Regions from separate parts of the Mus musculus genome. Here all the other regions are linked to region 4. The links are chromatin contacts, called in public Hi-C maps. All regions are on one chromosome and are shown on one strand. The core of a region is the stretch at or near the end of the contact, and the rest is flanking DNA. Distances in the headings are between cores, read along the strand shown.

The links. Hi-C and Micro-C count contacts between places; a contact is called where the count stands out from the background.
Region 1: a Hi-C map of bone marrow-derived macrophages shows a contact between it and region 4, with 29 read pairs. The contact joins two enhancer-like sites. A contact is called at or near these places in 1 of 484 Hi-C or Micro-C datasets (bone marrow-derived macrophages) and 4 of 115 datasets of contacts at active chromatin or transcription factors (the NIH/3T3 cell line, bone marrow-derived macrophages, embryonic stem cells and 1 more).
Region 2: a contact with region 4 is called in a Hi-C map of bone marrow-derived macrophages, with 45 read pairs. The contact joins two enhancer-like sites. A contact is called at or near these places in 3 of 15 datasets of contacts at CTCF or cohesin (the NIH/3T3 cell line, large pre-B cells and pro-B cells), 19 of 484 Hi-C or Micro-C datasets (the 3T3-L1 cell line, 3T3-L1-derived adipocytes, B cells and 12 more), 5 of 115 datasets of contacts at active chromatin or transcription factors (the NIH/3T3 cell line, bone marrow-derived macrophages, embryonic stem cells and 1 more) and 2 of 9 other capture datasets (adipose tissue and embryonic stem cells).
Region 3: a Hi-C map of pancreatic cancer cells shows a contact between it and region 4, with 1.7 times the contacts expected there. The contact joins two enhancer-like sites. A contact is called at or near these places in 10 of 39 promoter capture datasets (the C10 cell line, cranial neural crest, embryonic stem cells and 6 more), 11 of 484 Hi-C or Micro-C datasets (the 3T3-L1 cell line, 3T3-L1-derived adipocytes, B cells and 7 more) and 6 of 115 datasets of contacts at active chromatin or transcription factors (CD8 T cells, craniofacial prominence, embryonic forebrain and 3 more).

The regions. Positions count from the first base shown.
Region 1 is chr5:64,768,104-64,770,821 of GRCm38.p6, reverse strand. No RefSeq gene overlaps it. Among named protein-coding and RNA genes, the nearest start is that of Klf3, 34 kb to the left of the region's middle. Within about 2 kb of position 1,256, at least 2 of the 459 cell types and tissues checked have an H3K27ac peak or open chromatin away from gene starts, as enhancers often do. A contact at or near this core is called in bone marrow-derived macrophages, where this site is marked.
Region 2 is chr5:64,390,278-64,392,981 of GRCm38.p6, reverse strand. No RefSeq gene overlaps it. Among named protein-coding and RNA genes, the nearest start is that of Gm43837, 14 kb to the right of the region's middle. Within about 2 kb of position 1,396, at least 53 of the 459 cell types and tissues checked have an H3K27ac peak or open chromatin away from gene starts, as enhancers often do. A contact at or near this core is called in bone marrow-derived macrophages and pro-B cells, where this site is marked.
Region 3 is chr5:64,650,325-64,653,110 of GRCm38.p6, reverse strand. No RefSeq gene overlaps it. Among named protein-coding and RNA genes, the nearest start is that of Gm3716, 41 kb to the right of the region's middle. Within about 2 kb of position 1,485, at least 37 of the 459 cell types and tissues checked have an H3K27ac peak or open chromatin away from gene starts, as enhancers often do. A contact at or near this core is called in pancreatic cancer cells, where this site is marked.
Region 4 is chr5:64,520,822-64,523,521 of GRCm38.p6, reverse strand. No RefSeq gene overlaps it. Among named protein-coding and RNA genes, the nearest start is that of Gm31423, 9.8 kb to the left of the region's middle. Within about 2 kb of position 1,346, at least 42 of the 459 cell types and tissues checked have an H3K27ac peak or open chromatin away from gene starts, as enhancers often do. A contact at or near this core is called in bone marrow-derived macrophages, pancreatic cancer cells and pro-B cells, where this site is marked.

The DNA of each region.
Region 1 (2,718 bases), core at 7-2,506, 250 kb before region 4:
AATAGAAATGTTACTGGTAATGAAAAGAGATTTTTCATAATGGTTGAAGTGTAAATACCACCTAAAAGATATGATATGCATACTTTTTGACCACTCTAAGCACAAGGTAGCTTTGAAACATTTGTAGCAAAACCTCACAGTTCTGAAGGATTTTTTTTTTCCTTCAGGGTTGGGGATTGAATCTAGAACTTTGGAAGTGTTATCTACCACTAAGCTACAAACACAGCTCTTCGTGAGAGGACGGTTTAACAATCTATAGTTACAGTTTCAGATTTCAACACTTTTCACTTAATAATCAACAAAGCAAGAAGATAGAATCAACAGGAGTTTGAAGTTGTGAACATTGTCATCAATTAACTGGATCTAATTGGACTTGCCCCAAAGACATCTAAATACACATTTTTTTTCAAGTTCACTTAGGATATTAACCAAAGGAGACCATAACTTAACCATGAAACAAGTCCAACAAAGTTAAAAGTATTGCAGTCATAGAGTATGTCCTTTGACTATAATTAAATAAATTAGAAATCAATAGCAGCTATTTGGAAAAATCTCTAAATATTTGGGAACAAAGCAGGACACTTCCAAACAACACACAGATAAAGGAAACAAATCACAAAGAAACAGAAAATATTTTGAACTAGGAGAAAATAAAAACACATGTACAAAAACTTGTGGGATTTAGCCAAGGCAAATGCGAGACAGTAAAGGCTTATATTACAAAGGTCTAAAAATCAGTAATCTAAGATTTCACCTCGACAAAAAGCAAGAAATGAACAAGTTAAATCCAAATAAGAAGATACAAGATCATAAATATAAAAAGCACATATCAATAAAAGAAAAGAAAAAGAAATGATAGAAACTATGAAAACTAATGTTGGTTTAAAAGTGTTCAGTTAAATTATAACCCTCCAGCTAGACTCAAAAGGGAGAGGGCAGACGTTAGTAATACTAGTAGGAAAAAAAAATGTGTTATAGGCACAATAGATATGAACATAATGAAAAAAACTGTAGATCATTTTATGTCAACAAGTCCAACAGTTTAGACGAATTTGTGCAATGGCCTCTTTTCTGTGGCTGTGAGAAAGCACCATGACCAAGACAACTTATAAAAGAGTTTATTTGGGATTAAAACTTGACAGGGATAAGACTCTGTCATGGCAGGGAGATGTGGCAGCAGGTAGCAGGCATGGCAGGAGGAAGTTTAGATTCAGACCTCGAACCAAAAGCATGAAACAGACAACAAGCCAGAAGCAATCTGAATTTCTCTAACTGCTGCAGCTATAAAGGCTCTCTTACACATTATGGGGAAGTTGCACCAAGCCATGAATCTTGCTGAGTCTTAGTTTTTTTAAAAAAGGTTTATTTATTTATTTTATGTGCGTTGTTGGTGTTTTGCCTGTATGTATGTCTGTATGAGGGTGCCAGATCTCCTGGAACTTGAGTTACACACAGCTGTGAGCTGTCAGCTGGGAATTGAACCTGGGTCCTCTGGAAGAGCAGCCAGTGCACTTAACCACCAAGCCATGTCTCCAGCCCCTTGAGAAACCTTTTAGAAGAACTCTGTGAGGTAAAGGATATTTTTGTGAGCACATAATAGCTGGATACTGTACACAGAGACACGGATGGGCCTCTCTGCAATTCTATAGCTACTATAATCTGAACATTTGTCTGCCCAATGTCTGAAGTGGTCCTCTAACAATACAAGTGCTTGTTGGGCCTGCTCATCTTCATGTCATGTTGTAAATGTCAATGCAATTTTTATTTCCTCAGATTAAGTGATTAGATGAAAGCCATATCCAAGCTCTGCAAACACATGGCTGACTGAGCCTAGAACATTTTCTTTTCTGCCTTTACTCTCTCTAGTCCTTGAATCTTCTTGTCTTTGTAACATCTAATCTTCTGGGAGCCCAGGACTTGACGACTTCAGCTTTCAGCCTCTGTCTACTAACCTAGGCCTAGACTGTTTCAACCAATGAAATTTACTCCTGAATAAACTCATCTCTCTTAGCTCTTTCTGAACATTGGCTGGCTGGTTCAACTCAGCTGTCGGCTCCAACTCCTCTTGAAGATAACTGCTTCAAATCGGCTTCTCTCAGCTTCTGACTGAATTGCTCTGCTTGGGAAAAACTGCCTCTGAACTCCATGGACAGAAGTGCCCTGAACTGCACCAAACTGAACTGAACTAAATGGAATAGAACTGAACAGGATTGAATTGGATTCTGTCTCCTTCACTGCTCTTTAAGTAGCCCCCCTTTCTTGCCTGTTCTCATGAGAGTTGGGCTTATCCTATCTCTCAGTTATTCTTTCGAATGTTTCTCTGATTGGTCACTTTGTCTGCCCCTCAATTAGATGTCATTGTATATGGAATTAAAGGTGTATGTCTGTATTCCAGACAGAGGGATTAAAGGTGTGTGATGTGCCTGCATTTATATCTTTGGATGTGACCTCTTGTTAGAGCAGCCATGTTACTGAATTAAAGTTCCTCTGTACCCATAGCCTTGCAGGGCTTGGAGTATCAGCCCTCTAGTTTTCTGTTCATGATTTAGAACTGCCACCTCAGTCAGAATATCAAGTAGAAAACACTTCCAAAGAAAATTATATTTATTTAGTTGTAAAATCTGTTTTACCAGAGTGGGACGTGTCCTCTATGGCACTTGAAGCTTTTAGTTAAATTTTTGGTTGCTACAAGTATTGTGGCTTCCATGTAGAGAACAG
Region 2 (2,704 bases), core at 147-2,646, 130 kb after region 4:
GACAAATAATCGCCCACTTCCCCCCGTTAATGTATCTTTCAGGTTCCTGTTTTTAAATAGCAGCTTTTCTGAAAAGCTCACCCTGCTGAACTTTCTAATGGTGGCCACAAAGGGAATATCTAGCCATCATGGAGATGACCATACAGGGGGACAGGAGGGAAGGGCAGGCTATGAGAGGGACCCTGTAGCTCACCCACAGGGAAAAGCAGGCCACTTGGGAAAAATCCAGACGCATTAGTTCCAGATTTTGTTGTTGTTGTTGTTGCTGTTGGTTCCTGTTCTCTGGCAGGCCAGAGCACTCTGCAGAAAGGGGACCTCCCAGGGCCCTTCCAGCCTGCTTCTCCTGCATGACCTGCACCTGCTCTGGGGCACGATAAAATATCTAGGGATAACACCCGGGGCGGAAGCCATGTGCATGGTCAAGGTCTATGCAATGTACTGATCTCTGATCAGTTACGATGCTATCAAAGTTGCCTTCCCTCACCGGTACAGCTTAAAAGCAAAGAACCAGACACCCCTCCTATGAGTGGCTCTGCCCAGGACCTGTATCTCAGCCCGTGTGTTGAGAAAGACAGACCCCGTCGTAAGCTGTGACCTTTACCGGCAGAAGCTTGCACTGTTCGCGGATGGAAGGAGACACAGTCACTCTTCCAACCATCTCCAGCTGAGCCCCGCTGGGAGCTGCTACCTCCTGTACACCTTGTCGTTCTACCCTAGAGACTTCATTTTTCTCTTCTTTTTACCTGTTTCCTCCCTCAGGCCTGGGAAGAGATGTAAGCCCTCACGGCTTTCTTACAACCACTCTCCTGAAAGACAAGTGACCAGAAGAGGAGATATCCCAGCAATAGGAAACACCATGAAGAACACCTCTCTAGAGTTCCATTAAGCTCTGGGAACAGGATCATGGTAATATTGTGCTGAGCATAAAGGTCTGAAATAGCTGCAGAGTGGTGGCCTTCCAGCTACTTCAGTGGGAGACTATGAATCCCTTGTCCTTTCAGTGAGCGTGTGGGGGATACAGTGTCTGCACCACTCAAGCTTAGTGCACTGTTCTAGACCCAGCACTGACTGGTGCTTACCTGGGATGGTACCCAAAACCTGCCAAACTTCTGTCCGTCTTGCTATCATCATTTCCGGTGTATGAGCAAGGCTTTAGTGGCCCTGAAAGATTGAGGGATCTCCCCAGGAGTACAGAGCTACATCATGAAAAGCCAGGACCAAAGTCCCTTCAGGACACTTAGCGGTTCCATTCTCCTGCCCCAAGAAGAGATGTCCAAAGGAGATTGCACAACCCACACTGAAAGTTGGTTCCAGGCACTGCCCTCAGAAAAGTCCCTCACCGAGCATTTGAGCTTCTCTCACTTCAGTCACAGTCCATTTCCTCTTCCCAGCCGGCCGGCATGCTAGAGAATTAGGTGTGGCAACTTCCAAGAAGGGAGGGAGGTACCCACCCCCACCCCCACCCCCCTCAGGACATCCTACAGCTCTGAATGGGAGCATTCCTTCACAGTAGTTGTGCTGGAACCAAAACCCTTCCTGTGAAGGTCACCTGCCCCCATCAGGAAGTCCCCCACCCCCTGCATCCTTGTCAAAAGCTCCTCCCCCCCCCACACCCCCTCCATCTTGGAGAGCAAAGGTTCATTAGCTTGCTAAGAAATCACATCTCTGCCTCTGGTGCAACAAGCCTAGGGTCTTGCAGCAGACAAATGGTATTTTTGGTTCCTTGGTAAGTCTACAAACCCAGGGTTCCATCTCCTGGCATTAAATAGCTTCCTTCCTAATTGGAGCATGCTCAAAAGTCAGACCCACCATAGGGCTTGTTAAAATTCTGATGGCAGTACTCCACCCACAGGTAGGACCCTGGGGCCTGTATCTCTAACAAGTTCCCAAGAGATGTTGATGCTGCTGGCCCTGGACCACACTCCGCATCTCCAGGGATTACTTTGTGGTGCAGCATTAGCCCCAGCAATGCCATTTTCACAAAGCACCATTTAAAACATGATTCCAGGATAACATATTATGTAAGACCCCAGAAGCACAAATCAGCATGTGAGGTCAAGAGGTAGAGGAGAGTGAAGAGCGTGAAGCCAGGTAAGCCCTAGCCAAACACTGAGAAGAGAGCTCTGGACGTCCTGTGCCTCCCATAAGGAGCGCACATCAAGGGATCGTGGAAAAAGTCTTGTTTATAGTCAGGCTTTCTTTCTCATTCCTGAGGCGACCACAGCTGACCTGGGCAAAACAGGCCTGCCCTGCCCAGACCTGCCCAAGGTGTTCCCTCATTCCTTGGAGGTGAAGATGGTACGGGCGGGGGGGCGGGGGGGAGTTGTGGGAAGGGGTATGGGGGACATGGTCTGGGGATACTGTCTGTCTCAGCCTGCCAGCCCAAGTGGACTCTGAAATTCCAATCTGAGTAGCTGAGAAGACAGAAAATGTTCTGACCCTTTCTGCAATCACAATTTCTTAGAAACATCAACATCAGAAGGTAAAACCTGAGTAGATTAACCACTCAACTTCTTCCCAAATTCTTTTGCCCGTTCCATTCCTTCTGAATGGAAATTTCTTTCTTGTGGCTATTCCTAGTCTCCCTTCCACAGTCAGCTATGGCTCCTGTCTGGGCGGTGGTCTCAGGCACTTCTCCCTCTTTGGCTTCCACACTTGCAGCATCCTTAAACCTTCAGCCAATCAGCATCTCCTTTGCAGGCTC
Region 3 (2,786 bases), core at 236-2,735, 130 kb before region 4:
GAGGCGGGAGAGAGCTCAGCACTTGCTACGCAGGCATGGGGAGCCCAGCTCAGTCTCTAGAACCTGCTTTAAAAACCCTGCAGTGGCATCATCGCAGGCTTCCGATCCAAACACTGGGCAAATGGAGACAGGCCCCGCTCCAGACCCGATGGCTGGCCAGCCGACCCTACTTGGCAAGATCCAAAGCAATGAGAGACCCCATCTCAAAAGACAAGGTGGACAGTGGGTGAGAAATGACACCTCTGGCTACCACCAGACATGTGGACACATACGTGCATGCATCTGCCTCCCCTCCCTGACTCACAGCCCCACGAGGCTGGAAGGACACACAGGAAGACATCTTCTCTGGATATCACCGTCATTTACTGGTAATGGCAGCCTGCCTTACTCCTCCATTACTCTTTATTTTTACAGCAATTGAGCTCTATTCCTTTAGGAGAAAAGTCTTGTTTGTTCTAAGAATAAATATTAATTATTCTAAGAATGCACAAATGAGATAATCCATGAGCTTCTCTGCCAGCAGACATGAAACAGAGAAACAAAAAAAGATGTTGCTTTGGGAAAGAACAAGTTTGAATACTATCTTCCTTTACTCTAAAGGCCAACAAGCTCCCTCTCTAAAGAGCCAGACAGTAAGTACTTTGTACTTTGTGGGCCACACACTGTCCCAGCCAGAGTCCTGCTATGCCGAGGAGGTGTCTAAGTAGTGCCACAGACACACACTGTGAGTGAGTGGACCTAGCTCTGTGCCAGGACCTTAGGTGTAGACAGTGAAATCTGAATTTCATAGGTTATGAAATAGTTTCTTTTAAATTTTGTTTGGCGCTCTTAAAAACCTAAGAATCATCTGTAGATGGGTCTCACACACCAGAACGTGATCCTCGGGCCAATTACTCTATATTATATACTTTTATGTTTTCCAGAAATATATTTTAAATCTAAGGATGTTTTTGTTATTTCTATCCTAGTTTTAATAAATTTAGTACTGTTAATCTTTTCGTTTTTATTTGTTTTTATTATGAGACAGAGTCTCTCTCTGTAACAGCCTGGCTGTCTTGGAACTCAATAGACCAGGCTGGCCTCAAACTCACAGAGGTCCACCTGCCTCTGCTCTGGGATTAAAGGTGTGGACACCCATACTTGACACAATGTCAAAATTTTTAATGAATGCCTGTATGCAAGCCACTTTCATAAAGTATAAATATAAAATATATTTATAATTTGAGTTCTGCTGCTCTGGGATTCTGAATCTGTGGGGTCAAGGTCTACCAGAGGTCAGAATTCACATCATCTGGGGAAGGGATAGGGAGTCCTTGTCAACCAACCTGACAATGCCACTGGGAGTTAAGGCACCCAGAGCTGCAGTGACTTGTAATGAGACTTACCAAGATTTGAGTGTGAAGAAATCAGTCATTCTCCTCCAGCCGCCACAAGGTCAGAGCTGGGGCATACACACCCCACCCCCTAGTATGACTCAGAAGGAACCCCACAAGGTTATCGCTTGGGTCTAGAGAAGATGTTGTTCCTAAAGGAAGGGGTGTGTGGAGACAGGGGCCCTTTATTCAGCAGTAGTAATTTTGTGGTCTTTCTGAGTACCTGCTGTGGTAAACTGTGGTAATTCTGGGGTGGGGACCGTAGGGTTAGACCATGCTTGTTTTTTTTTCAAGGGTAAACAGACTGTTTTGTTGAAGATTTTCTTGTTCCTGGAGACAGTTTTGTTGTTGTTGCTTTAAAAAAATATATAAGAGGTTTTTCTGTAGTGGTCTTTAGCGGCTCACTGCCTAGTTCAGTAGCAAACACAATAACAAAACCTCATCTTGACAAGACAGCACTAGCTGAAGAGACAGGGACAGTGTGTGTCTGAGCCAAGAGTACAGCTCTGGGACTGAGTCCCACGAACGAAGGTAGGTGGGATGTGTTCATACAATCTGCCAGCGACCCAATCACAAAGGACATATTAAATCCGTACAACATTCTAGGTCCTTACAGCCCCTTGGCATACTTTATCTACTCTCCATGCTTATCATTAGACCCACAGACTCACTTTAGGGATCAAGGATGTCAGTAAAATTTAATATAATTTACCATGCCACTTACTGAAGATTCCAATGTTTGCTTATTAGAAGGGGGATTTACTTGCGTGACATCTTATTAGTATAAAGAAGTGGTTTTTGGTTTTTTTTTTTTTTTCTTTAATAAAGCACACTTTACAAAAGGAAAGCAAGTCTACAGATATCACATCTTGGCACTGTAAAACCTTGGTAGAGCAAGGTTTCACAGTGCCAAGGGACACTTGAATATCATGAGCAAGAGATGAAACTGATCATTGCTGCTTCCAAGAATCTGTCTTTGAGCATCTCTGAGGTGAGCTCCTGACAGTCTCTGGATCCCTCTACAAAGCCATGGAGACAGCACCCTGTCAGAAGACCTGGGCCAGAGTAACACCAACACCTTAGTGATCTGAATCATCCCCATGGCAGGTCCGTTGCTATGTTCCTTGCTAAACCAGCAAGTCACAGGTAATCACACTGGGACACTGGAAGAATGTGCTCAGGTGCCCAGGTGCCCCAGAGTCCCCAGTAGGAGGTGTGTGTGTGTGTGTGTGTGTGTGTGTGTGAAGGGGAACAGGGATGGGTTGGAGAGAACATAGGCTATTAAGATGACTTTACACTTGGTCTTTATCTTTGTTAGGGTCTCATTGCTGTGAAGAGACACCATGACCAAGGCAACTTATATAAAGATAATAATTTAACTGGGGGTGGCTTACAGTTTCAGAGGTTCAGTCC
Region 4 (2,700 bases), core at 97-2,596:
ATTCTTTTTATTTTTCTTGGCATCACAGTGCCTGTGTGGAGGTCTAAGGGGAACTTGTGGGAGTCAGATCCATTGTCCTTCTATCACGTGGGATGCAGGTGTTGAACCCAGGCCATCCAGCCTGCCACCAAGTACCTTTACCTGTTGAGACACATCACTAGCCCCAAAGTTAATTCTTTCAATAGACATGAGGCTATTCATATTTTCCATTTTATCGTGTGTCAGCTTAAGAAATTTGTACTGTAAGTTCATAAATTCTAAAATGTTAATTTATTGCAAAAAAATACCCTTTAAGATGTTTTTGAGGCCACAAACTTGACTGCCATCCCAAGTTTAGTTCTTGATGCCCATGATCCATGTTCTCTGTCTTTTATCCCTACTCAATCTACCTAGCGTTTTATCAATCACGGAAGGCTGAGAAGGTAAAAGATGCACTATTTACAATGTCTTTAATTACCTGTGCACTGACTGTGGCAGGGTTTCTACTCAAGGGCTCTGTAACGAAGCATTTGTGCAAAATCATAACTATTTCATTATTTCACGGTATGCTCATTTACTATTCATAGCAGGAACATATGTGATGTGGTAAAGACACCATCCATTCCACCAAAAGTGTTTGTTATAACATCAGGGTTTGACAACACGTTCTAGTGGTTAAAAGCTCAGGCTATGGACACAGCTGTGTTCAACATCAACAGTCAGCTGGAGTGCCTGCTGGCTGGGGATTTTAAACAGTCCGCCTTATTTTTCTAAGCATCTAAGGTTATTAGGGTTAAATAGGAAGATGCCGTTATAGCACTAAGTGCAACTACTGAGCTGCTCTGTAAAACTTTGGGTTATTATTTTTAACACTGTGAGTAGCCTGGTCAGACTTAATCTCAGATGACAGTGTGTGTGTGTGTGTGTGTGTGTGTGTGTGTGTGTGTGTAGCTCTGTGTGTATCTGTATGTGTATGTATGTATGTATGTGTATGTGAATTTGTGTGTGTATGTGTGGGTATGTGTATGCATGTGTGCATTGTATATGTGCGTGTCTGTATGAGTGTGTGTGTATGTGTGTGTGAATGTGTGTATATATATATATGTGTGTGTATGTCTGTGTATGTTTGTGTGAGTATGTATGTATTATGTGATTGTGTGTGTGTGTGTGACACTGTGTGTGTGTGTCTAATGCTGTTTCAGCAGTCTTTGCTTTCTGTTCTCAGCTTTGTAAACTGTTGCTGAGCATGGTTTCTCAAGTCCTCAGTCGTCAGCTGTAAATTATCCCCCAAGAAGCCGCTGGCTGGCACCATGGGGCATCGTGTCAGGCTGAAGTGCTGTGTCCCGTTTTCATTTGCACACTTCTTTTGCCATCCTGTGGGGACGAGAGGGACTGACTGCCAAGACTTTTCCCATATGTTCTTGAAAATTATCTAACCACAACCAAAAAGAAATTAAAATACAACCCCAAGCAAACAGGAAACTGACTTTTTCTTTTGGGAACTTAGTCAAAAGCCAACATTTTGTGGTTTCTGTGAAGATTCCTCTCACAGGGTCAGGGATTCATTTACAAAGTGCTTTGTTTTCTCACTTTCCTCATGACTACTTGAAAAGACATTGTTCCTTCTTTTTTTACCTATGAAGGTTGGTTATGGCAACACCCACCAGATTCATATTAAATACCTACACACACACACACACACACACATATATATTCTTTATGATATATATTATTTTTGTAAGATAAAGCCATAGAAGTACCAGACAGCCACGCTGGCTTCAGGCAACTATAAATAATTTCTCCATTCATAACCAAATACAGGTATCTGGCACACTATATTGCTACAGCCTATTAATCATTATGTAGTCAGGGGAAGAGTCAGGCCACAGGCAAGCCTGGACATGGATGTGTCTTCGGTGGAGAGACTCTTGATCTATTTATGTAAGCACTCACATTTGGCACCATCCTGTGTTAGGAGAAAACTCTTGTGCTCTGTTTCCAACTCACGGGAACTTTTTGACTTTACAGGGGAGCCGCAGCTGGGCGGTATTATTTGAGGATAATGAGAAGGTAATGAGTATGCATATCTCCTCGTGTCCCCCACTAGGAATTCTTTTCCCATCTTTAAAAGTTCCTGTTCATATGCTTCTCTGTGGCTGTCATCTGCTGTTTGCTTCTCACTTGCCTTCACTTTCTCTCTACAGTTGCATATGGTGGCAGGGGCAGTGAGTGTGCTGGCCATCTTGGGCTGCATGGCACTCTCCGTGTTAAGGTGAGCTCAGAGTGGCAACATGTTTTCTGTGGTTAAGAATTTGAAGGGACTCCGGCTAGGTCAAGTGTGGTGGTCATGGCTCTGACAGGCCTCGTCCTTCTCCCCAATTCCCTCTGTCTTGCTAAAAGTCCGTAGATTTCATTCCTAATGCTAGTCTCCAAGGTCCGTTCTTTATTTGGCCACTTCTTCCTCCTGAGGCTGACTACCAAGGTCCAACTATCAAAATACTGAAGTCCAGCGGTCAAAAGCCCTCTTGGGCTCACCTAATTAACATGCCCAATTAAAGTTAAACACCTCATCCTAACACGGGGTTTCCCATTTTTCCCTTTATAAACCACCATTTTCCTATGTGACGGTCTGTCTCCTCTCCATCAGAGGAAGTCCTTTGTCCCATTTCCCTCCAAGACAAATCCCCCTTCCCCTCTCCCTTGCTCCCCTCTCCCTTGCTC